Linked DNA regions of Mus musculus: all the other regions are linked to region 4. The links are chromatin contacts, called in public ChIA-PET, HiChIP or PLAC-seq and promoter capture Hi-C maps. All regions are on one chromosome and are shown on one strand. The core of a region is the stretch at or near the end of the contact, and the rest is flanking DNA. Distances in the headings are between cores, read along the strand shown.

Region 1 (4,084 bases), core at 1,381-3,880, 370 kb after region 4:
TCTAAGCCCAGCATCCGGTTTGTTCCATTATTGGCATCACTTCTGCAGTAGTGGCTCCAGCAGCCTCCTGTACTGAAGGCAAGAAGGGAAGACTTGACTCTGGAGTCCACAAATCAGGGAAATGCTGAGTGTACCCAGGAGGGCAGCTGCAGGCTCTCAGCTGAGCCTCTCAGTGAGAACCTTTCTCCCTGGAAGACCTGAGGAGTCAGGGGGATTGGTTTTCCCAGAATATAGCCCCAACTTCACAGGGTAGTCATGACAACTAAAGGACATCACAGAAACCAAGCCCAAGGCATTGGAGAAGTGTCAGCAACATGCCCTACCCCCCATGCTCTGCTGCAGACCTCACTCCCTGCCACTGGCCATGGCAGTATTGCTTTCTATGAGATTCTCTGGTTGGTCGTGGTATTTCAGGTCTTCCAAATAATGTCCCTAGAGGTGATGCGCTCTCTCTCTCTCTCTCTCTCTCTCTCTCTCTCTCTCTCTCTCTCTCTCTCTCTCTCTCTTTCTCTCTGGACTCAGCTAGCCCAAGCTTCTCGCTTTTGCATCAGGGGTTCCAGGGATGTTTGCTGGGACTGGAGGTAGACCTGCTTCTAAGGAATGTCTCTTCTCTGAGCATGTTCACACTGTGCTAAGCATAGTAGGGGTAGGAAGGGCGTCATAGCAAAGTCCTGCCAGAGGCTTGCAGACATGTGGTAGGAACTCCTGCTTCCAAGAGCTTTCTGGTTGCCCAGAACTGGACTGCACGTGATACAAATGATCTCATCTACTGGGAGGTGGGCCTGTTGTTTCTATTTGATGAAGACACATTTCTAAGGTTCCCCTAGCTAGTTAGCTAGGTGTGGCCCCAGCATGCATCCTACCCATCCCACTGCCTTCTGCACACAGCAATGAGTACCAGGGGACACCAGCAGGAGCCAAGAACGGAGGAGCTGCCACACCACCTGGCAGCACCACAAGGCCTTGAGCACCACAGGTCAATGCTTTACAACCAGCAGTGAGTCAAGCCCACTTCCACCAGGGGGACACCGACACTCATGTCCGAAGGCTTTGGTTTTTGTTTTTCCCAAACTCCTGATCTCAAACCATCCTCCTGCCTCAACCTATGAGGCATTTGGGACTGCAGGCAAGTGCATTGTTCTTGGTCTGCAGGGAATCTTGGTTATCACAACTTGGTGAGAAGGGAATGTGCTACTGGCCTCTGGCGGGTAGAGACCAGGGATGTGCTAAGCATCTCAAATGCAAAGGACAGCCCTGCAGAGCCTTTACTGTCAGGAACACTGGCATTGGGAAGTGGATGGGAGACTGGAAAGCAGGCTGGTTCTGAGGTGTCACCACTGGTCACTTCCCTTCCACCTCAAGGCCGTAGGGATCACAGCTTGGGACACAAGCACAGCCTGGCATGGCAAAGGTGGGCTTGGCTAATGACAGCTGGGGTGGACAAGGCTGTGTGGCCTGGAGAACACTCTATTTAAGAGCTAGAATACTCCTAGTCTGCGACGTCAGACTGGGGATGGGCAAGGAGGAACTTTTTCCCCCATGTAGTCTGGCTGCTGCGTCATTTTCCAGTCTTTGGGATATTCCCCCTTTGAGCCCTGGGACCTTGGCTTTCTGGAATCCATTACCGTCTGGCTAGGCAGTCCCACCCTGAAGACATGCTGGGCAGCAATTCTTCCATGCTGGTACTGGGGAGGGGGCTTACCTGGATTGGGGGAGCTGGGCCACTGAAGTTCATGCCTAGAGCTTTCTTTCGCAGGAGGATCCTGAGCAGATCATGACTCAGCTGTAGTCTCTGGTCCCTCGGGGTGTTAGGGGGTGCTGTCCCCACCAGTGACAGGCTCGGGGGTTCCAGGCTCTTCTTGCCCATGAAGTGACCTAAGAAAGGAGGTGCCAAGGTACATGGGAGCTCAAGATGAGGACCCCATCACCACAGCAAGCTCTGGTCTAGTCGACCTTTCGGCTCTCACAGAGGGAAGACAAGAAACATTATCCTCAGAAGCCACAGATCTCTGGGTGGAGGCAAAGCTGACATCCTGAGCTTTTCCTGACCCGCTGGAGGATAGAAGACGGGTAGATAGCCCAGGACCAGGGAGACTACCTGCCAGGGAAGGAAGTGGAGAAGGTGCCTCTAAATGGATGCAGAGAAGACATGAGGTGAGAAGACTTGTCAGTCTGCCTAACCGACTGGTAACCGGATCTAATCTCTGTCTTAAACTTTCTGAGTGGGTTATCTTAGCCATGTCTAGGGTCTCAAGATTCCCATCTGTTAAACTTGATGAGCCCCCCGCGACTGCAGGAGCTCCGCTACCAAGAGCCTCCAAAGTGTTGAAAAGGAAACTGAGGACCAAGGAGAATGAGGCATGCTTATAGGGGGTCCCCTAACACTTACCGGTCGCCCAGAGGTTGCCCCGAGGGTGCACTCGAATCTTGCTTGCTCGGCTGCGGGGCTCCGGGAGATCCCAGTTGAAGGGAGCGACGCCGGAAGCGAACAATGCGAAGAGCAGGAGACCACGGAGGAGCCAAGAGCTCCCTGCTTGCCGGGTCATGGCTGTGCCAAACAGGCTCTTCTCTGGCACTCTCAGGATACTAGTTCTCGAAGCCCGCCTTCCAGCCTTTTAAACTACAGTCGGGAGCGGAGCCTGCCTGAGGAGCGGAGCTCGCTCCGCCCCAGAGCCCCGCCCCGCAGGCTCCGCCCACACAGCCTTGCATCCCGGTTTCTCCTAGAAACCCACCACACTCGCGTGCTTATGGCATCGTCCCCAGCAAAGGTGGTTCCCAAGGCCACCAACACAGCTTTCTGTGTTTCCATCAAGTTGTTACTTCAGCCCTCAAAGCTTCTCCTTAAAGCTAAAGCAGAACAAGAAGCCCTGCTTTTGGCAGTCTATGTGTTTGGCATCATCCCGCAGAGGAACTCAAGAATCCTGTCACCTCCTGTCTCAAACCATCTGAGCCTTGTTTGCCCTGCTTTGTGCTCACAAATGGCACACACTGGATAACCTGGACAAGTTCTGTGCCCAGAACGGGGACAGAATTATGGGGAAGGGAGTGAGGAGCTGCCTCCTAGTAGTGGTACCCTTTAAAGGGCCTGGCTTATCATACTGTAGGTCAGATCAGTGGAAAGATTGCTGGGCCAGATGACTTCTCTAGTGTAAAACGGAAATAACCATACTACTTGTGGAGAAGCAGAACTCTGCCTTCCAGAGCTGTTCTTATTGGTCTTGGAAAGTATCTTCAGTCATCAGTGGCATCCCTGAATGATCAGGGGCAGATATGTGCTCCGACCCAGCATTGTGGGAGGGGCAGGAGGGGACACCAATTTCCTGTTCACAAGAGTTCACTTACTCATTAGAAACTAAGTCAAGGAGTGACTGATGGAATAGAGTATTAGGTCTTGGACCCTTTACTGCATCATTTGTGCTGCCTAGCATAATCTTTTTATTTTGTTTGGGACATGAGCTATGTAGCTCTCTGTCCTGGAACTCCTACATAGAACAGATTGAGTTGAACTTATAGCAAGCCTCCTGTCTCAGGTTCCTAAGTACCAGATTATAGATGTGAGCCACTCTACTTGGTTTGCTGTCTTTACTGGGTCAGTTCTTACCTTCTGCTTTGTTTGAGACAGGGTGTCCTTCTTTCTGCTGTCTGTCATATAGTCCAGTTTAGCAGGCCCACAGATTCTGGGTTATTCTCCCATCCATCTCTCTCATCTCACCACAGGAACACTGATTGCATGTATGTGTCAGTACATACAGTTTGTCATGTGGGTTCTACCAATCTGAACTTAGCTCAGCCTTGTGGCTGCAAGTGCTTTTATCCACTTCGTCATCTCCCCAGCCTACACCTTACTTTTTGAGGCGGGGTCTCTTGCTGAAACTGGAGCTCATTGACTCAAACCTGGCTGGGCAGCAAGCCTAGGGACCCTCCTCTCTCCACCTGCCTAGCGCTGGGATTTTAGGTGCTGGCCCACACCCCTGGCTTTGCGTTTGGTGCTGGGAATCTGAACTCAGTACTCATACTTGCACGGCAAGCACTGCCTAAGCTTAGCCTTCATCCCCCAGGCCCAGGGAAGTTTTCTGAGGCCGTG
Region 2 (4,000 bases), core at 163-2,662, 270 kb before region 4:
GGCATGGGGGGAAGGCAGTGGACCCGTTTATTTACTTGCTTCTATCTAGTGACCCTGGTGATAGAGATGACAGACCAATTCCAGCCCTCAACCAAGGTTAACAGGGAAATGGACATGTAAACAGGCTAATTAAGATCCAGTGTGGTAGAGATGCTAGAGGGAAGCATGGGATGCCAGTCTTGTGTGTTACTGGAGCACAGATGGGAAAGAGGTGAGAACATCTCTTTTGTGGGTACTACAACTTAGTGGGGGTCCATGTCTCTACTGCAGAAGGCCAAGCCAGCAGAAGGCTAGAAGCCATAAACAGAGCCCTGTCAGGATCAGTGCCACCCACTCTAACCCCAAGGCAGGGCTATCTTCTGCAGCCCAAAAGACAGGAAAATGGCTCATGGACTGAATGCTGCACCTTGCCCTCCATGGTAAACTCTGAACACAGAGGAAGCAAGGCTGGGGATCTTCCCCTATGCCCTGCCTCTGCACCAGTACTGCAGCATTCCAGCCCACTCCTCAACATCATCCAACACAGGTAAAAGAAGGAAAGCCCAGCACTCAACCAAAACAGCAAATGGTCTTCAATCTTTGCTAATTGAAAGACTGCCAACAAGTTCCAGATTGAAAAGCTCTGGCCAGGACCTTTGTTTGCAAAAGGCAAAAAACACGGAGACACCAAGAGTTCTTCAACATTCTAAGATTCTTTGGGGATCGGTAAAGACTAAAAGATGAAGAGCTAAGGCCAGCTTGTATGCATCGCTGCTCACCAAGCCTTAGGCTGAGTTTATCCCTAAGCGATGGGTCTGAACCCTGGGTATGGCTTGGGGCTGGAGGTCACTGGGCAACAAGGAATTCCTTTCCCGGAGGAGTCAAAAGCGACTACGGTGTAGTCGCCATCAGAAGATTGCTGAGGGTACGCCCTTCCTGCCACAGTGGCAGAATCAGGCAGGCCTGGGCAGCCTGTGCCAGAGGGGCGGCTCTGGGCAACTGAACCCGTCTTTTTATTAAAGTTTATGTCGTTTTCCAGGCGCGTGCTGTACCTCCTTTCGATCCTCCCGTCTGAGGCAAGCTCTTCTCATAGTTACAGCAGGGACGCCCAGCCCAGCCTGGTGACTAAGGCCTGTAGTTCCAATTACTTAGGAAGTTGAGACAAGATGATGAATTTAAGGCTAGGACAATTTAGACCGTTTCAAACATTTTTTCCTTTTTAATGGCTAGGGAGATAGCTCAGTGGCAGTAGCTTGCCTAGCATGTACAAGGCCCTAGCTTGGCTCCCCAGCACCACAAAACCAAAATCAGCAGGAAAGGGTGGGTAACTGGACAATACAAGGACAGCCCCCGCCCACCCAGGAAACGAAAAGCGTAGGATACCGTCTAACTTCCGGTTATTCCTTTCTGCTTCCGGGTTCGCCCTCCCACTTCCGGTGCTTTCCGGTCGCGAGCTGTAGATACCACCTCGCGTCGCAATGGCGCTCTCTCTGAGCCTCTTTTTGGGCGGTCGTGTCCGCACCTCTCTCGCTCGCTGTGGGTTCGCGTCCCAGGTCATGGCGGGCCCGGGTTCTGTCAGCTGCGAGCCGGACCCCGATTCCGACTGGGAGCCGGAGGAGCGGGAGCTCCAGGAGGTGGAGAGGTACCTGCTTCGTGGCGAGCCCTCAGCCTGGAGTTAGGCTTCGCGCCCCGGCGTTCCATGCGCCCCCCCCCAGCTCCGGGCGTCCGGCAGCCGCGTCTGCACAGGCTCTAGTTTCTTCTCATCCGTTGTCTAGGGCACAGGGGCAAGTGATCAGCTCCCTTGACACCCTAGGTCCCGTTGCTTAGTGACGTGTTTCATCACCCGTTAGAGAGTTCGGCATGCTTACGTTCAGGTGCTGTAGGTGTTAGGTTTCTGGGGGCAGTGCACCCAGAGTGCTTTAACCTGGCAGACATGCGGTCAGACGAGAGGGCTGAGCTCTCCAAGATTTAGTTGGATGCTTTTTGAAACACTAGTCTTGCTTCCAAGCTCGGCTTTTGCCATTGGTTCTTTCCCCCAGCGCTTTGAAACGTCAGAAAAAAGCAATGCGATTCCAGAAAATACGAAGGCAAATGGAGGCTCCAGGTGCACCACCCAGAACACTGACGTGGGAAGCCATGGAGCAGATCCGGTGAGACGTTGCTTACAAAATGGGATTTACCTTTTGGGGGATTTTAAGTATTTAGTATTATTGCCTTTAAAATAGAAAGCGTCATAATAAGGAACTTCCTAAACCTGTCCAGAATTTTGTTTGTTTTGCGATGCTGGGATCAGCACAGGGACTTGCTTATGGTCCACTGAGGTCATCACCTCCTAAGGACATACCTAGCTTGGTAGGTACATTATGGACAGTTGATTGAAGTTTGGAAAGCTCTTCTTTTGAGGCAACCTCATGTAGCCAGCTGACCTCCAGGACACTGTAGACAAGGATAGCTTTGAACTCTTGTCTTCCTGCCTCTGCCATCTGAGTTTTGTAATTGAGATTAAAAGTATGTACCAACGCTCCTGGATTTTTATTTTATTTATGTATTTGTTTATTTATTGACAAGACCGCTCTGTAGACCAGGTTAGCCTGGAATTCTTGGGGCAATTCTGACTCTGCCTCCCAAGTTCAGGGATTACACTGTGTATGAGTCACTACTCTTACTTGAAAGGCGTCTGAAACGAATTTTCTTTAAGGGGGCTGGAAAGATGGCTCAGTGGCTCAGTGGCTAAGAGCACTGACTGCTATTCAAAAGGTCCTGAGTTAGCTGGACATGGTGGCGCATGCCTTTAGTCCCAGCACTTGGGAGGCAGAGGCAGGCAGATTTCTGAGTTCGAGGCCAGCCTGGTCTACAGAGTGAGTTCCAGGACAGCCAGGGCTACACAGAGAAACCCTGTCTCAAAAAAAAAAAAAAAGTCCTGAGTTCAATTCCCAGCAACCACATGATGACTTACAACCATCTGTAATGGGATCTGATGCCCTCTTCTGGTATGTCTGAAGACAGATACAGTGCACTCATAAAATAAATAAAAATTTGTTTTTTGTTTTTTTAAGATTTCTTATTTATTTATTATATGTAAGTACACTGTAGCTGTCTTCAGATGCACCAGAAGAGGGCATCAGATCTCATTACAGATGGTTGTGAGCCACCATGTGGTTGCTGGGATTTGAACTTCGGACCTTCAGAAGAGCAGTTGGGTGCTCTTACCCACTGAGCCATCTCACCAGCCCCCTTGGTTTTTTTTCTTTTTTTTTTTTTTTTTGAGACAAGGTTTCTCTGTGCTGGGATTAAAGGCGTGTGCCTTTAATCACCCGGCTTAAATATTTTTTTTAAAAAGAATTTTCTTTTAAGTATTAAGGTTTTTTTTCTTTCCTCCGCTTTTAGGAGCTTGGGGGCGATAGCTCAGTTAGTAACTTGACTGGCAAAATGGGGATCTCAATTTGGTTCCCCATTACCCATGGAAAAAGCCTGATGTGGTGGCATGCTCTTGTAATTGTAGCAGTGCTGAAATGAGAAGCAGAAACACGGCATACCCCTGGCGCTAGAAGGCGGGTTAGTCTAGCCTCCATGGTGAAGTTGCAGACCAGTGAGAGACCCAGTCTCCAAAGGATAGAAGGTGCTGGAAAACTTACAGTAGGGATTGTCCTCTGACCTCCATGTGCCCAGACACACACATGCTGCCTTCACACTTGAACACACACATATTTTTTATTTCCTATTTAAGCTTAGTTTGGCTTATGAACAACTGAAATCCCACCATTGAGGAATGGGACAGAGGCAGGTGGATCTGTATGAAAGCTCTGGTGGTCTACATAGTGAGTTTTGGGGCAGCTAGGGCTATATAGTGAGACTTGTTTCAAAACAAGATTTTTGAGACGGGTTCACATATCCCAGGTTGGTCTCAAATGTGTTATCTAGCTAAGGGTGACTTACTTTCTGAATCTCTTGCCTCCACCTCTTTTTTGCTTTGTTTTGTTTTGGTTTGGTTTGGTTTGGTTTGGTTTGGTTTGGTTTTTCG
Region 3 (4,094 bases), core at 1,170-3,669, 330 kb after region 4:
GCAGTTAATAACCTTCTCTAATTCCAGTTCCAGAGGATCCAATACCTCTGGCCTCTGTGGGCATCCAAATTCAAATGCAAATACCCACACAGAAACACATAATTAAAAATAAAATAAACCGTGATGGAGAGAGAGCTCAGCAGTTAAGAGCACTGACTGCTCTTCCAGAGGTCCTGAGTTCAAGTCCCAGCAACCACATGGTGGCTTACAACCATCTTTAATGGGATCTGATGCCCTCTTCTGGTGTGTCTGAAGACAGCTATAATGTACTTATAAATAAAATATATAAGTCTTTTCTTAAAAAATTAAAAAATAAAATGAACCTTAAAAAAAAAACCAAAACCCAGATGTGGGGCTGAAGAGATGGCTTGGTGGTTAAGAGCATTGGCTGCTCTTTCAGAGGACCCTGGTACAACCTCCCGCACCCACATGGTAGTTCACAACTTTTATAACTCCAGTCAGGAGATCCTACACCCTCAAACCAGTGCACATAAAATAAAATAAAATAAAATAAAATAAAATAAAATAAAAAATTTAAAGCCAAATATCATTTTAAGTCAGAAGAAATGAATTTATTTTGCTGTGTGTATGTTTGTGTGTGTGTGTGCGCGCGTGCGCGCGCGTGCGAGCCAGAGTTACAGGGAGTTGTAAGGCACCCATACGGGTGCTGGGATCTGAACTCGGATCCTTTGAATGAGCAGGAAGTGCTATTTACCAGTAAACTATCTCTCCAACATTCAAATTCTTTCATTTGATAGACTACGAGAAAGCAAACGACAAAATGAGAAAACAACAGTTCCTGGGTCAGCGAGATGGCTCAGTGGGTAAAGGTGCATTTTATCGTAGACCACGGAGGATATTGTTTATCACTTCTCCCTTAGATTTCCTACCTGAGTGTCCAGGTAGTTACTCTCTTGTTTTTATTTAGTATGGATCCCATGGAACCAGGCCCACAAACTGTTGTGAGCTGTAATGTAGGTGTTGGGGTCTTCTGCAAGAGCAGCAAGTGCTCTTAACTCTTACGCGCGCTCAACTGGCCAGGAAGAACGACGCTGCAACAGGATCCTTCTGCACACGTTTATTGGGAGAGCTTGATTGTAGAGGCGAAAAGACCCTGAGCCCAGAACTGGTGCTGCTTACATAGGCCTAGGAGAGGTGTGTCTCACATCTGATTGGTTAACTTGTCTTGGCAAAAGAACCTTCACTGCCTATGTATGTGTAGTGGCCAGCAGTAGCCAACTGCCACTCTGCAACTGCCACTCTGCAACTGCCACTCTGCAACGGCTTCCCACACTTAACCACTGAACCATCTCTCCAGCCCCCAAGTCAAGGGTTTTAACTAGAGCGAGTAAGGGAGTAAAAGTTTGTATGCTCTTTGGGAAGAGAGCAATCCGTACAGAGTAGGAATGGCTGTGTCGGGGACAGAAGTGGGTTTAGATTTATCCTTTATCTGTTATCCTCTCCCTGTCCCTCCATTAAGGCGGGCACTAAAACAAAGTGGCACACTTTTCTTGGAAGCTCATTTCACCCAGTCTTGGGGCTTAAGTGCCCTCAAAGCTGAAAAGTTCACTTGGTGAAGGGGTAGCAGGCACTCCATGCATACTCTTATCTAGAGATACCCTGAAGCCAGTTGAAGCTGAGCCAACTAGTAGACCACTACCATCTATTGCTGTTCTTTACATCCTGTTTTGGGGACCTTGAGATGACCCATCTGGAAGGACCACTATTGTCCTTTGTGTCCTGTTTTAGGGTGCCTGGGTGGTCATTCCCTCCCAGAGCTAACCTCTTGCCTAACTGTAGGGCAGGTTCCAAGGAGCCGACTATAGACTAGGACTTACAAAGCAGAAAGAGCGGGGCGGGGCTTTCGTGAAGACGCAAGAATACCACGTGTGAAAACAAAGGGGAGTGCAACCCCGGAGTGCAAATGCCTGTGCGTAGCTGCAAATTTCCAGGAGAGGTGCGAACTTGGGCCAAGAGGAACTTTGATTGCGCAGATTTCTTCTCTGCTTAGAGTCAGCTTTTGGCTCTCGAGGGCTCATTTGCCACTCAATTCTCAGCTGAAAAAGACTGATACATTCACCCAGCTTTCATTTTTTATAGATAAATACACGCGAGCTTTAGAGAATTGGCACTATCTGTCTCAGGTGAAAGCTTTGGGCAGTACTAGAAGACAGACAGCTAGTCCTGGGTCGTCCTCTGCCTCTGATCCGGAGGCATTACTTACGGCTATCAAACCCTCTGTTCGCTCAGGTACAAACCACCCCCCCCCCCGTCTCTGGGTAAACTACATTTCCCGCAATGCATCGGGTGGAACTTCCCTCCCAACGCCCATCTGGACGCAGTTTTCACCAATAGTGGAGCAGAATTTCAGGAACTGTTGTGGACAGCCAATGAGAGTGGCCATGGGCGGGCCTCTCCCGTCCATTGTTCTCTGTGCCCCTTGGGCTTGAGCTGAGGTGAATCCAGAGGGGCCGGGCCGGGCCGGGCCAGACCGTGGGGTGCTTTTGCGCTCAGAGAGATAGCGGGAACAGGACCTGGTCCCTGGAGAGGCGAGCGGGAGAGGCAGGTCAGGAGCCGCGCGCCCCGCGGGGAACAGCCAGAGAGACAGCGAGTAACGGGCCTGGAGCCAGCTCAGGGCAGTTTGGGGGAGGGGCGTCGGTGTCCGCGCCCGACGGGCTGGACGCGCAGCTCTGCGTCCTGGTTCTTCGGAGCCCTCGAGGCTCCGCTCACACCAGAGCGCTGGGTACGCGCAGCCTAGGAACGCAGGCTTTACACTGGGAAGGGATGCTCGACGACATCCCACCGAGCCGCCTCCTTGACCAGGTGGGGAAACTGAGGTTCTGAGGGGGCGTGTCGGAGCCAGGCTTAGCTAATAAGCTGTCTAGGTTCAGTGTTCCCGGGATGTCCAGGAAGAATTACGATGTATTTGTGTTTCACGTAGTCATTTTGGACAAATTGACATTGGGAGCTTCAGTTTTCTTTCTGTTGTTGCTGTTCTGTTTTAACTTTTGCTATTTTCATGGGGGAGGGCATGTTATCTGATTCTATGGTGTAATGATTTTTTAAAAATAAATATTCATTGCTTTCATAATACTTAAATAGTTTTTAATTCCACTGCTTTGAATATTTTGTAGAGCTACTACTCAGATCTAGGTGTGTGTCCCCCACACCCCCACCCCCCGCAATGATCCCCATGTGTGTTCATTTAAAAAGGAATTGGGCAGGCAGTAATCTCAGCACTCAGGAAGCAGGACAGGCAGGTCAGGAGTTCGAGGCCAGCGTGGGCTACATAATGAGATCTTGCTTCAGAAGCAAAAAAATAAACAGAAATGTCTGTACTGAACATGTAGGAGCGTTCTCGTTATTATTCCCAAACAGTACAGCATACCAACTGTTTACATATTATTTACACTTAAGTATATGTTGTCTAGAGATGATTGAAGGTATTTGGTACACCATTTTATATAGGGGCCTTGAGGAGTCCTGGATTCTGGGATCTGGGAGATTATCTGAGGGCAACCTCCTTTGAAATATAGCACTAATGACTTGTAGTGAAGCTGGGGGCACCTTGACATGCGATCCATTAGTAATCACTATGATGTTCCATATGATAAGGATGAGTGTTATCTATTCATTAAGTGGTCACTGAGGTTGAATGACTAACCTCTTTGTTAGGTCACAGTCTCTGAAGGGAGTCTGAACTGACTTAGGGTAGGATATGTCAGTTCTGTTTCTCTCAGCCCAGATCACTGCATCCCACTACTCTTCCTTTGGTCTTCTGAAAAGAGCAATGCTGTGTATGTGTGTGGTAGTTATTATTATTATTATTATTATTATTATTATTATTATTATTATTGGGTTGCTATATCCCCTTGTTGTCTTTAAATATCTACTAGGTGTTTCTACCCCACTTCAGACCATATTGTTCCCAGATAAAAGACACAGAAACCTGTAGATTCATAATAAGCTTAAAAGCATTAAAGTTGGGCTATTTTGTCTACCTCCCAAGGTATCACTTGCCATGCTCTGCCTGGGCCGCTTCTACTCCATCAGGCCAGCCCCTATAGCCATGGGCTCATGAACTACCTCCCCCA
Region 4 (3,842 bases), core at 994-3,493:
TGGCCAAGCCTGAGAACCTGATTCGAATCCCCTGGCCCCACACGATGGCAGAGAACTGCAAGTTGTTCTCTGATCCCATCAAGCTCACACACAAATAAAAAATACTGTTAAAGTTTTGTTATGAGTCAGGCAGTAGTGGTGCACACCTTTAATCTCAGCGCTCAGAAAGCAGAGGCAGGCAAATCTCTGAGTTCAAGGCCTGGTCTACTGAGTAAATTCCAGGACAGCCGGAGCTACACTGAGAAACCCTGACTCAAAACCACCCCCAAAATAATATTAATAATAACAAAAACAATAATAGCCAGAGTGACAGAAAGACATTATAAATGTAATGAGCATTTTAATGTTTGTTTTGGGTTTTGGAGACAGGGTCTCATATAGTCTAGACCGGTCTCAAATTTACTATGCACCCGAGGAAAACTTTCAACTTCTGATCCTTCTGTCTCCACCTTCTATGTGTGTGTGGATTATAGGCTTGCTCTGGGAGGTAGCTTGCTTCTAAGATAGTCTTTATAAAGCTGCTCTTAACTTTCCATTCTCCTGTCTCATTCAAAGTGCCAATTGGGGTCATAGGTGTGAACCACCAAAATTCCTAGTGGCAACTGATCTTATTCTACAGGAAAGCAAGATACTCAAAGGCTTTTAGGCACAAAATTATACAGATAATTTTTCAATTACTTTGAACCTGGTAAGACAGAAAAGGCCTGGGAAGATGGCTCAGTCAGTAAACTGCTTGTAGTATGAACATAGGGACCTGATTTCAGATCTCCAGAACCCACTTAGAAAGTCAGGAGTGGTAATGTGCATCTATAATGCCAGTCCTGGGAGGCTTGCTAGTTTAATCAGTAAGTTCCAGGTTCAGTGAGACTGCCCCAAACACTAAGATGGAAGACAACTGCAGAAGGTACCTCTGGTCTTCTTGCACATTAACACACACACACAAACATGGACAAGAACATACTCCTATCTCCATTCCTGACAAAAGGTAAAAATTTAGAAAATAGAGCATGTCCCTCAACCAAGTTTAAGATGCTACATTCTGTCCAGCAGTGGCAGCCATTGCCTTTAATTCCAGCACTCAGGAGGGAAAGGCAGTGGAATCAGGGTTCGAGGCCAGCCTGGTCTACAGTGGGCTACACAGAGAAATCTGTGAGTCTCTTTTGCAGAAGTACATATTTCACAGTATATACACTTTAAATAACAGGGATGGTGACATGGGTCTGTAACTCAAGCACTTGAGAGGTTGAGGCTGAAAAGATCATGGAGTCCAAAGTCACCCTCAGCTCTACAAGTTTGAGGCCAGACGGGACTACAAGATCCAAAACAAACAAACTGGTACTAAATCCCTATCTTGGGAACCTAAAAATCCCACTTCATCCAAGCAAAGTTAAAGTGACATCCAAACAGAATAGCAGTCAGGCTAACAAAATGTTGACTCAAGCCGGTGTGACGTCAACTCAGCACTGGATGGCTGAGACGGTGTGACGTCAACTCAGCACTGGATGGCTGAGACAAGTTCCTTCCAAGCTCAATTAAATGTATTACTCCCCAGGCGTCTGCCTCTCTCCTTCTCCTCCATCTTGTCATCTCTCGATCAGTCTTTCCCACCCCTACCCCTTGCTGAGGTAGGAGAGCTGTGTATTTAAAGGCGACACCGGAAGATGGCAGGTTCATCTCAGTCACCCTCACCCGGTAACCTATGACAGTTAAGAGGGACTGGGAGGAAGCCTGGGGCAGTGAGATAGGCTTCAGAGCTGGGCAGGTCCTATTCAAACCTCATCTGGCATCCAAGCCCGCGCGCCCTTTCGGCAAACGAGGTCTGAGCTCCTGCTTCTCCGATTAAAAACAGGGCACCTCCACCTCTTCTGGCGTCTCGAAAGCATGCATTGCTACGAGGGGTCGTTGCAGCACTACACAAACTACGGGAAGCAGATGAGCTAATTTCTCGCGTATGACAATCAAGGCCTTAAGGAAAGTGTGGACAGTGAGACTCGAGCCTCGGCCGCCTGACATGGCCTTTTCTGGGTCACCAGGTCTCTACTCCGGTCTGGGCTTCTCGCCACAAGCGAGGCTCGGAGAACCTGGGACGGATGACTGGTGAAATGGCCAAGGCCTCGGGCTCTGTTAGTCGGCGGAGCCACCGCAACCCAGCGCGCGCCGAACTCACCTCACTCAGGCTTACGTCGCGCCGGGCGGAACCACCATCCAAACTCCGCGCGCCGACACGGCCCTCCTGCGCCCCGCGCCGCACGCTCTGCGCGGCAAGAAGGATGATTCTGATTGGGTAATCCCTGAAGGATCTAACCAATACCGTGGCCTCTGGCTCCTGGCCCCGCCCCTAGAGCTGCTGGGGCGGTATCCCCCGAGCACGTACTACTAAAGCCCAATCCGAATGCAGCTGACCGGTCAGGTGATTATGGCAAACTACCTGGCTTCCGGCGTAGTAAGGCTTTGTTTTGTTTTTTGTTTTTTGTTTTCCTAGTGTAGGGAAAGGCGCCTGAAGCCCAGTCTGTGGCATGGTAGAGATTTTGTGATGTTTGAAGACAGCCGAGGCTTGCTAGTTCCGGTAAATCAGGCGAAGCGTCTGTGGGCCTCTTCTTTTGGATCTCACCCTCTATTCTTGTGAAACTTCGGCGGTTCTTCCACTGCTGACTGTCATTAATCGGTCGCAAGCTCAGATACTTCAGCTGGCATGCAGATGCCGAGGGTGAAGCTTCAGTTCTAGTGGGTAGCTTCCACCATGAATGCAGCCCGGTGATGCCTGATCTTCTATTTTTGTAACTTTTAGTTTTTTTGAGACCGGACCTTACATAGCCCAGGTTGGCCTCAAACCTCCACCAAATTGTGTAGGAGAAGCTGACCTTGAACTCCCGATCCACCTACTTACACTTCCCAAATACTAGGATTACATATTCCACCAAAGTGGGCTCTTGTTAATTTTTTTCTCTTCCAACCCTGTCATCTGTCCTTACCCTCTTTTTATTTTATTTATTTATTTATTTATTTATTTATTTATTTTGGTTTTTTGAGACAGGGTTTCTCTGTATAGCCTTGGCTGTCCTGGAACTCACTCTGTAGACCAGGCTGGCCTCCAACTCAGAAATCCACCTGCCTCTGCCTCCCAAGTGCTGGGATCAAAGGCGTATGCCACCACTGCCGGACCCTTTCCCTCTTTTAAGGAGTAAATTCAAACTGTTACAACAATATGGAAAACAGTACAAAGGATTTGAAAGATACTAAAAGTTACCTCATGACCCAGAAACATCTCCTCTGACATATACCCAAAGAAAATTAATAAATAACTTCCTAAAGCTATCAGCTTTCCCTTGTTCATTGCTGCATAATCCACAATAGCCAAGATATGAAAATAAGCTGTCAGGAGAAAGACGGGAAATGCACATCAGAATAGTAATTAGCCTGGTAAAAAGAACCAGATCTTTCCATTTAGGGACATTATGCTAAGTGAAATAAGCCAGACACAGTAAATTATTATTGCATGATCTTATATGTGGGATCTTTATAAAATTTAAATATTCATATCTAGAGAAAACTGGTGGAGAGTTGTGGGTTAGAGGACACATATAGTGAAAATACCTAGAGATCCAAAATACAATATGCAAGTTCTATATATTGCATTTGTGCTAAACTATTATGAGTTACAAAAACCAAGGAAGTATAGCTGCAGATGATGACTAGACTCATGTGTTTCATTATTGTAAATTTCTTACTATCTATATGTGTCTGCATCTTTAGGCATCCTGCTGACAAACTGATAAAATGTTTTTAAAGCTGCGTCTATGTAGCCCTAGCTAGCCTGTTACTTAATTATGTAGACTAAGCTG
Region 5 (3,575 bases), core at 586-3,085, 390 kb before region 4:
GTGTAGCCCTAGCTGTCCTGGAGCTCACTCTGTAGACCAGGCTGGGCTTGAACTCAGATCTACCTGCCTCTGGCTCAGGAGTGCTGAGATTAAAGGCGTGTGGTATGTAACAATGCTCGTTTGCTTGTTTGTTTGTTTGTTGGGTCTGGGTTGTTTGTTTGTTTGTTTGTTTGTTTTTGAGATAGGGTCTCACTTTGTAGCAGCTCTGGATGACCTGGTATCCTGGTATTCACCATGTAGTTCAGGCTGGCCTTGAACTTATAATAGGCTGTCCACCTGTCTAATCCACTTGTCTTTTACTCTGGAGTTCAGGAATTAAAGGTAATTGCCACGATACCTGCCTGCTATGTATATTTGCACAGTTAAAACAACAACAAAAATAGTCATCCAAAACTCATAGCTAATTGGAGCTAGAGAGATGGCTCAATGGTTAAAAGCAACACACATACACACACATACATGGCAGGTGGCGGGCTGGAGAGATGCTTCCGTGGTTAAGAGCACTGATTGTTTTTCCAGAGGTCCTGAGTTCAATTCCCAGAAACCACATGGTGGCTCACAACCATCTGTAATGAGATCTGATACCCTCTTCTGGTGTGTCTGAAGACAGCTACAGTATATATAATAAATTTAAAAGGCTAGGAATGGTAATATATGCCTTTAATCTCAGCACATGGGAAAGTGAGGCAGATGGACTTCTATGAGTTCAAGACCAGGCAGGGCTACATAGTTAAGTTTGAGGATAGTCAAGATTACAAATTGAGAGCCAGTCTGGAAGGGGTGGTTGGGGGCAGGAGAACAACTTAAGTTGTGGCAAGAGGACTGCAAGCTTAAAGTTTGAAACTTTGAGACTAGTCTTGGCTACATAGCAAGATCCTACTCAACCCACTAACAAAAGTCACAGAGGGGGATGGGGGGGGGGGGGCCAGGCCAGTGAGGTGAGTTAGTGATATGGTACTTCCTGCCAAAGCCAGTAATCTGAGTTCCATCCTCAGAACCCACTCTGTAGGACAGAACTGACTCCCTAAAGTTGTCCTCTGACCTCCACACTCCACAAGAAGACTATGGACACACACATACATACATGTAAAATAGATAAATATATGTAAAAACCAATCGTGGCACCCTCTGGGCTGGGTTCTCTTGTTTTGCATCTCCCCCGTTCTGACTTTCCTGTTGTTGAGATCTCTCACCACTGTCTTGCAAGCTGTCCTTCACGCAGCTACTCAGTTCCTCCTGTGTGTAACCAGCTCTCTTCAACCGCGTCCTTGGCACTTCCCCTTCTCGGCCCAACTGGCTGATCGAGATATTTTCCCAAACAAAACCTGTTCTCACCCCGCTAAGCACATTGCAGACTTGCCATCTGGTGTCTATGTGGGTCTCCTGAGAAACAGATGAGTGGGCAGCCACAGCTGAGATGCAGATCGTCTCTCTACCAGCTGCCAGGCTGAGAGGAGACCCACGGCCTCAGGGGTGGGGGCCGGGGCGGGGGGCCGGCTGGGGAAAAAGTGCATAAGGCAGCCCCTGGAACGCAGTCCCATCTCTCTATAGTGGGCCAGACCTCAGAAGGGCGGGGCTGAAGGAGGAAACAGAGAGACTTAGGTAAAGTGACCAGTAAGTTCAGATAAGAAAGGATTCAGTCTGATCAGAAAGATGCTTGAGGCGCAGAGTCCTGGAGCCAGACAGAGCCGAGTGGGGTGTGGTGAGAAATGGGAGAAGAGACAGCAGGAAAATCCCACCTTTTTTAGAAATGCTAAGCTTTTGAGGCAGGGTGCATCTGGAGCGGTTTCGGGGAGGAAGTTAAAAAGAAGAACCAGAGGACAAGAACACACGCCAAGCCTGGAAGGGAAACAGATGCCTTGCAGGGATCCCTCTCCAAAGCAGAGGCAAGAAAAGGGAGGGCAGGAGTGTTTCCAGTGAAACCCGCCACCTGAGGAGCGCTCACCAGGCCAGGCAGGAATGCTGGCAAGAGCTGACAGGTATACCTGCTTGAGACAGGCCAGACATTGTCCCGATGCTGCGGCCCACAAAACACAACGCGCAAGACTCACTGTGATGTTAAATTGTCTACTAGGACATTTGAAAGGGTGAAAGAGGGGTATGGGGTGGCATGGGTCTGCCTTCCCAGCATTCCAGAGGGTGAGGCAAGAGGAAGATCAGAGATCCGCCTGCTTCTGCCTCCCAAGTGCTGGGATTAAAGGTGCTCATCACTTCACTGGCCCAGTTTTTTTTTTTTTTTTTTTTTTTTTTTTTGGTTTTTCGAGACAGGGTTTCTCTGTCTAGCCCTGGCTGTCCTGGAACTCACTCTGTAGACCAGGCTGGCCTCAAACTCAGAGATCCGCCTGCCTCTGTCCCAGATTATTGTTTTAATTATTGAGACAAGGCCTCACTGTATAGCCTTAGCTTGTCTGGAGCTTTCTATGGACACCAGGTTGGCCTCAGACGTACAGAGGTTCACCCTTGCTTCTGCCTCCTGAGTGCGGGGATTAAAGGCGTGCATCGTGCACACACACAGCTATTGTTTTATTTTGAGACAGGAATTTCGTGTACTCCAGGCTATCCTCAAACTCCCTGAGTTGGGAAGGATGGTATTGAACTTTTGATCCTTCTGCCTCCACCTCCCAACTGCTGGGACTCCAATCGAGGGTGACCACACCCAGTTTTCAGAATACTGGAGATGGAATCCAGCACACTGCACATGCTAGACAACCACTCTCCTCCCTGGGCTACATTCCCAGTCCTACACTGCCATCTGGGAGGGGTGTTCTCTGTATTGCCCTGGCTGTCCTGGAGTCCAGGCTGGCCTCGAACTCAGAAATCTGCCTGCCTCTGCCTCCAAAGTGCTTCGATTAAAGGTGTGTACCACCACTGCCTGGTACAATCTTCTGTTTGAGGAGAGTATTTTAGCAAAGTGTGCTGGTATACATCTTTTAAGTAGTAGCATGTGAGAGAGCCTGAGGCAGAAAGATCTCTGAGTTCAAGGCTAGTCTACACACTGAGAACCTGTTCCAAAAGAAAAAAGAAGCTGGGCATGGTGGCACAAACCTTTAATCCCAGCACTCGGGAGGCAGAGGCAGGTGGATTTCTGAGTTCAAGGCCAGCTTGGTCTACAAAGTGAGTTCCAGGACAGCCAGAGCCACACAGAGAAACTGTCTCGAAAAATTAAAAAAAAAAAGAAAAGAAAAGAAAAGAAAGAAAGGAAAAGAAAAGAAAAGAAAAGAAAAGAAAAGAAAAGATAAAAGAAAAGTGCCCATGCCTTTAATCCCAGCACTTGGGAGGCAGAGGTAGGAGGATCTCTGAGTTCAAGGCCACCCTGTGTGTGACAGGAGGTGGGACTCGAACCCACACCTGGTCTACAGAACAAGTTCCAGGAGGGCAAGAGCTGCACAGAGAAACCCTCTCTCCAGGAAAAACCAGCCAATCAACCAACCAACAAAAGAGCTAGTCCTGTAATTAACATGCTTGCAATTTATTTTTCTCCAAAAACCCAGTGTATATAGTCAATAACCGAGTTGCCCATGCCTGGGAGCCTGGCGAACTTCCCAAGTCTGACAAATTTTCCATGTAACGTTCTC
Region 6 (3,560 bases), core at 198-2,697, 510 kb before region 4:
ATGAGAAGGGGTGGAGCCAAGGAGATGCAGCCCGGAGGAAGGAGGGAAGGGGAAGGAAGAGCGCAGGGAGGGGAGAGGATCCAGGCTTCCCTTCAGCTCGGTGACCTGGTCCGGAGCCACAGCTTCCCTCGCTTTGTCTGGGCCCGCCGAGACCTCACGTTTCTCGCCCAGCTGCAGCCCCAGTCCAAGGGCCAGGCATCCAGCAGGTGCTCAATACTTACTTGGGAAAATAAGAAATGTGGCCAACTTTGCTCTGGGAACTTTTCCCCCGTGTTGTCTCCACTCCTCTGGAGAAGCCGAAGACAGAGCTGGTCTTGGGAGCACGCCCAGGCGCCCCATGAATAATTGACCCTTGGTGGCGACACTGCCCCGCTCTGTCCGCGGGCTCCGTACCCGCCCATGCGTCGGAGTCGAGCGGCGCAGCTCTTGAGTGGCGGGTGTCCGGGAGGTTGGAGGCGGGGTGTCCGGCCTGTCCCAGAGCTGGGAGGAGGCCAGGCTATGCCGAACCCCGGGCCCCGCGGGGAGCCACAAGGGCCCAGACCTCAGCGAACGACCACGCCTCGGCGCCCTCCAGCAGTGCACCCCGGGGTCGAGCCTAGGCCCTGGGCTTGGGGAGGATGCGAGGGACCCCGAACTCCTCTGAACCCCATTCGCACCCGGGTCCCGGTGATAGCAGCCGGGGCCGTTCCCTCGAGTCTGACCGTCCAGGGCTCTGCGAACAGCTGTTTAAAGGCTCTTTACTGTTGAGGGCTCTGCGGCGACGTTTGCTCTAAGTCCCATCTGCCCACTTAAAAAATATATTAAGTGAAGAGCACCCCCAGCTTCCACCCCTGACTGGGGAGGGGGCAGGTTGAGCCCTAACCCGTATTCGGAAGGACTGGCCACTCGGGCTCCCCCGACCCCAACCCCCATTAGCTCTTATTTGGGATAGGGCACCCCAGACTTCCTGGGGGCTGCTCTCTGGAGCCCCCTTTGTGCCTGGCAGGGACAGCCCCCCCATTTCCATGCGAGGTTCTGACGCTCCCTTCTCCCCCGCTTGTTAATCTTTGTTCCCCTTTTCTGCTGAGAGGAGGGGAAAAAAAAGAGGGAGAGGGCGAAAGAAAAGAAGGAAAAAGGCGTGACTCGATTTTCAAACGAAACTCCCACAGCAAACAAAACCCTTTTAGAGAAATAAAGGAGGAAGGAGGAAGAAAAGAGGGAAGGGGAAGAAAAAAAAGAGAAGCCTCCAGGCTTGCAATTCGAGTAGGAGAGTTGCAGCGAGAGAAAGAAAGAAAAGAAGAAAAATCCTCTCTGCGGTAGAAAGAGAAAAAGAAAACTTGGGCCGAGGAGAGGGGGGTGCTGGGGGGGTGGAAGGAAGTGAGAAAACAAAAGAGAGATAAAAGGGCTGCTTTTCTGTCTCTCTTCCTCTGCGAGCAGGCTTAGGAGGAGCTGTTTAGCATCCCTTCACGTCAGCCCTGCCTCATTCCCTTCTTCCAGGGAGGGAGAGAGCGCGAGCGAGAGAGCGAGCGAGCGCGAGAGAGAGCAGGAGGGAGAGAGAGAGGGGGGGAGAAAGAGAGGAGCCGGAGGGAGGGTGGCAGAGCAGGGCGGGCGCGCGTGGAGGCGGCGCGCAGCTGCAACCCGGGCGGTGGGCAGCAGGAGCCCCCGGCCCGCCCGGCCCGGCCAGCCGAGGGCCCCCAGCGCGAGGAGCCGCGCCCGGACCCAGGGTGAGTGTCCCGCGAGCCCGCGGCCCCGCCAGCCCCCGGGCGGCCCGCGGCGGGGTGGCTGGGGGGCGCGGGGGTGGGTCGCTGCGGCCGCGGTCGACCCGCCCCCCGCCTCTCCCCGGGGACGGCGGCGCGCAGGCAAACATGTCGTCTTTTCCTTTCACTTCCACATTCCCTCATGCCGGAGAGCTGGAGCGAGAGAAGGGGAAAGAGAGAGAGATGGCGTCTGGAGGGGGGGAGGAGGAGGGAGGAGAGGGGGAAGGGAAGGAGAGAGGAGAGAGAGAGACAGAGAGAGAGAGAGAGGAGAGAGAGAGAGAGAGAGAGAGAGAGAGAGAGAGAGAGAGAGAGAGAGAGAGAGAGAGAGAGAGAGAGAGAGAGAGAGAGAGAGAGAGAGAGAGAGAGAGAGAGAGAGAGAGAGAGAGAGAGAGAGAGAGAGAGAGAGAGAGAGAGAGAGAGAGAGAGAGAGAGAGGCACAGGCAGAGAAGCAGCAAAATGAAAGGAAAGCGCGGCGGTAGCGTGGGAGGCCGGGGAGGCGGCGGCGGCGGTCTCCGGCCCGCACGTGGGTGTCGCGGCGCTCGGGGATGCTCCCCCCGCACCCGGCCCGGGACTCAAAGTTTCACCCTTCGCCGCCCCGCCCCTGCGGCTGCCCACAAACTTTTTACTCCGGGAGCGGGTGGGGTGGCCGCGCGGCCCGGCCGGCAGGGTGGCTAGGGCTCAGCGCGCAGCTGGCGTGCCGGGCGCCCCTCGAGGGCAGCGGGCGTCACCAGCGCGGGACCCCGGCCCACCTCGGTGGCCCCGTCTCCGACCTGTTGAAGGCGCACCCCCCGGGCCGGGAACCGGTGGGCAGATCCCCACGGCAGATCTCGAGCCTCCCGTGGCTCGGCCTCCCTTCCTCGCCGCCCCCTCTCCCTCTCCTCGCGGTCATTTTCCTAATTGGACGGAGCTGTGGGGCGTGATCGTCGGCGTCAGACGGAGGAGCCCCCCGAATCGGGTGGTCTTCCCTCCACGACTCTCAGACCCCACCGAGCCGGCCTCGGTGCTACCCCCCACCCCTCCGCCCCAGCTGCGGACTTGCTAACTCGTGCGTAGCGGGTTGTTGGTTTTCTTTCTTTTTTTTTTTTTTTTTTCAACTTGCCTTTTAAGATGACTTTTATGGTCCCTGCAACTGCTTCCCTCCAGTCTAAACTGTAGTTTGGGAAGATTTAAGAGGCCAGGGAGGTGCTTGTGTGGGCTTTAACTAATCCAAAACGGTCATTAATGTATCTCTACGCCCTGCGTGATGGTTCCGACCAGGCCGAGCAGTAGTCTGGGTGTGTTTTCACCCGGACACTGCAGAGTTCCTTCACGGTCTTAGCGGCCAGTCTGCCAGTGAGGGGACACTTGACCTGCGGGCCCTGTGCCCTATCTTCGAAGGGCACTCTGAGCACCTTTCTTTCCGTTCACAATGGAAACTCTCCGCCACTGTCCACCTGAAGACTTAACTAGTCCCTGTGGGTACCCCGGAAGCTCACAAAACTCCCCCACAGGTGTGCGGAGGACTTTGTGCTGTTGGGGGTCATCCAGCCAGCTTTGACGCTGCCCTCTCAGCCTTGCCTTTGTACGTGTGTAAGTAAAAAAGCAAAGTTCATTTCTGCCGAAGAGAAGAACTGGTGTATGGGAACAGGAGCGGGGGTGGGGGGTGGCGGAAGGCCCTCCTAGGGACCTTCAAAGATCCGTGGAGCTGGCCTGAGATGGGGGAGCTGGTCGTTACCGGCTTTAGATATAAGTGTATTCTCATCAAAGCTGATGGGCCTGTCTGGTTTTGATTTTGACCATCACCTTTTCACTTGTTTGAAAGCACATTTACCTTGGAGACCTTGG

What was found. Promoter capture Hi-C pulls out the DNA fragments that hold promoters and counts their contacts. ChIA-PET counts read pairs in DNA pulled down with a chosen protein or histone mark. HiChIP or PLAC-seq counts read pairs in DNA pulled down with a chosen protein or histone mark. Capture Hi-C pulls out chosen DNA fragments and counts their contacts.
Region 1: a contact with region 4 is called in a promoter capture Hi-C map of liver, with 2.7 times the contacts expected there. The contact joins the promoter of Nmb here to the promoter of Blm in region 4. A contact is called at or near these places in 2 of 39 promoter capture datasets (liver and pre-B cells), 1 of 115 datasets of contacts at active chromatin or transcription factors (memory CD8 T cells) and 1 of 9 other capture datasets (adipose tissue).
Region 2: an RNA polymerase II ChIA-PET map of memory CD8 T cells shows a contact between it and region 4, with 323 read pairs. The contact joins the promoter of Ngrn here to the promoter of Blm in region 4. A contact is called at or near these places in 3 of 39 promoter capture datasets (liver, neutrophils and pre-B cells), 3 of 484 Hi-C or Micro-C datasets (B cells, CD4 T cells and olfactory sensory neurons), 4 of 115 datasets of contacts at active chromatin or transcription factors (acute myeloid leukemia, bone marrow-derived macrophages, memory CD8 T cells and 1 more) and 3 of 9 other capture datasets (adipose tissue, liver and macrophages).
Region 3: a contact with region 4 is called in a promoter capture Hi-C map of pre-B cells, with 3 times the contacts expected there. The contact joins the promoter of Zscan2 here to the promoter of Blm in region 4. A contact is called at or near these places in 4 of 39 promoter capture datasets (cranial neural crest, embryonic stem cells, liver and 1 more), 3 of 115 datasets of contacts at active chromatin or transcription factors (effector CD8 T cells, embryonic stem cells and large pre-B cells) and 1 of 9 other capture datasets (adipose tissue).
Region 5: an H3K4me3 HiChIP or PLAC-seq map of bone marrow-derived macrophages shows a contact between it and region 4, with 4 times the contacts expected there. The contact joins the enhancer-like site here to the promoter of Blm in region 4. A contact is called at or near these places in 4 of 39 promoter capture datasets (the C10 cell line, embryonic stem cells, liver and 1 more), 1 of 484 Hi-C or Micro-C datasets (B cells), 7 of 115 datasets of contacts at active chromatin or transcription factors (T-cell acute lymphoblastic leukemia, bone marrow-derived macrophages, cardiomyocytes and 2 more) and 1 of 9 other capture datasets (liver).
Region 6: a promoter capture Hi-C map of liver shows a contact between it and region 4, with 2.3 times the contacts expected there. The contact joins the promoter of Zfp710 here to the promoter of Blm in region 4. A contact is called at or near these places in 1 of 39 promoter capture datasets (pre-B cells), 1 of 484 Hi-C or Micro-C datasets (B cells), 4 of 115 datasets of contacts at active chromatin or transcription factors (embryonic stem cells, large pre-B cells, memory CD8 T cells and 1 more) and 1 of 9 other capture datasets (liver).

The regions. Positions count from the first base shown.
Region 1 is chr7:80,902,432-80,906,515 of GRCm38.p6, forward strand. It overlaps Nmb (neuromedin B), which reads right to left and starts at 2,631. Exons shown (of 3, transcript NM_026523.4): 1 at 2,390-2,631; 2 at 1,703-1,875; 3 at 1-72. The coding sequence starts at 2,546. The coding sequence ends at 37.
Region 2 is chr7:80,259,803-80,263,802 of GRCm38.p6, forward strand. Ngrn (neugrin, neurite outgrowth associated) reads left to right here and starts at 1,413. Exons shown (of 3, transcript NM_031375.4): 1 at 1,413-1,621; 2 at 2,019-2,129. The coding sequence starts at 1,458. Ttll13 (tubulin tyrosine ligase-like family, member 13) reads left to right here. Exons shown (of 15, transcript NM_177765.3): 15 at 527-1,019. The coding sequence ends at 723.
Region 3 is chr7:80,858,512-80,862,605 of GRCm38.p6, forward strand. Zscan2 (zinc finger and SCAN domain containing 2) reads left to right here and starts at 2,420. Exons shown (of 3, transcript NM_001382511.1): 1 at 2,420-2,566.
Region 4 is chr7:80,532,876-80,536,717 of GRCm38.p6, forward strand. It overlaps Blm (Bloom syndrome, RecQ like helicase), which reads right to left and starts at 2,244. Exons shown (of 22, transcript NM_001042527.2): 1 at 2,168-2,244.
Region 5 is chr7:80,142,261-80,145,835 of GRCm38.p6, forward strand. No RefSeq gene overlaps it. Among named protein-coding and RNA genes, the nearest start is that of Gm45202, 11 kb to the right of the region's middle. Within about 2 kb of position 1,836, at least 140 of the 459 cell types and tissues checked have an H3K27ac peak or open chromatin away from gene starts, as enhancers often do. A contact at or near this core is called in B cells, bone marrow-derived macrophages, embryonic stem cells and 1 more, where this site is marked.
Region 6 is chr7:80,024,781-80,028,340 of GRCm38.p6, forward strand. It overlaps Zfp710 (zinc finger protein 710), which reads left to right and starts at 1,448. Exons shown (of 5, transcript NM_175433.5): 1 at 1,448-1,703.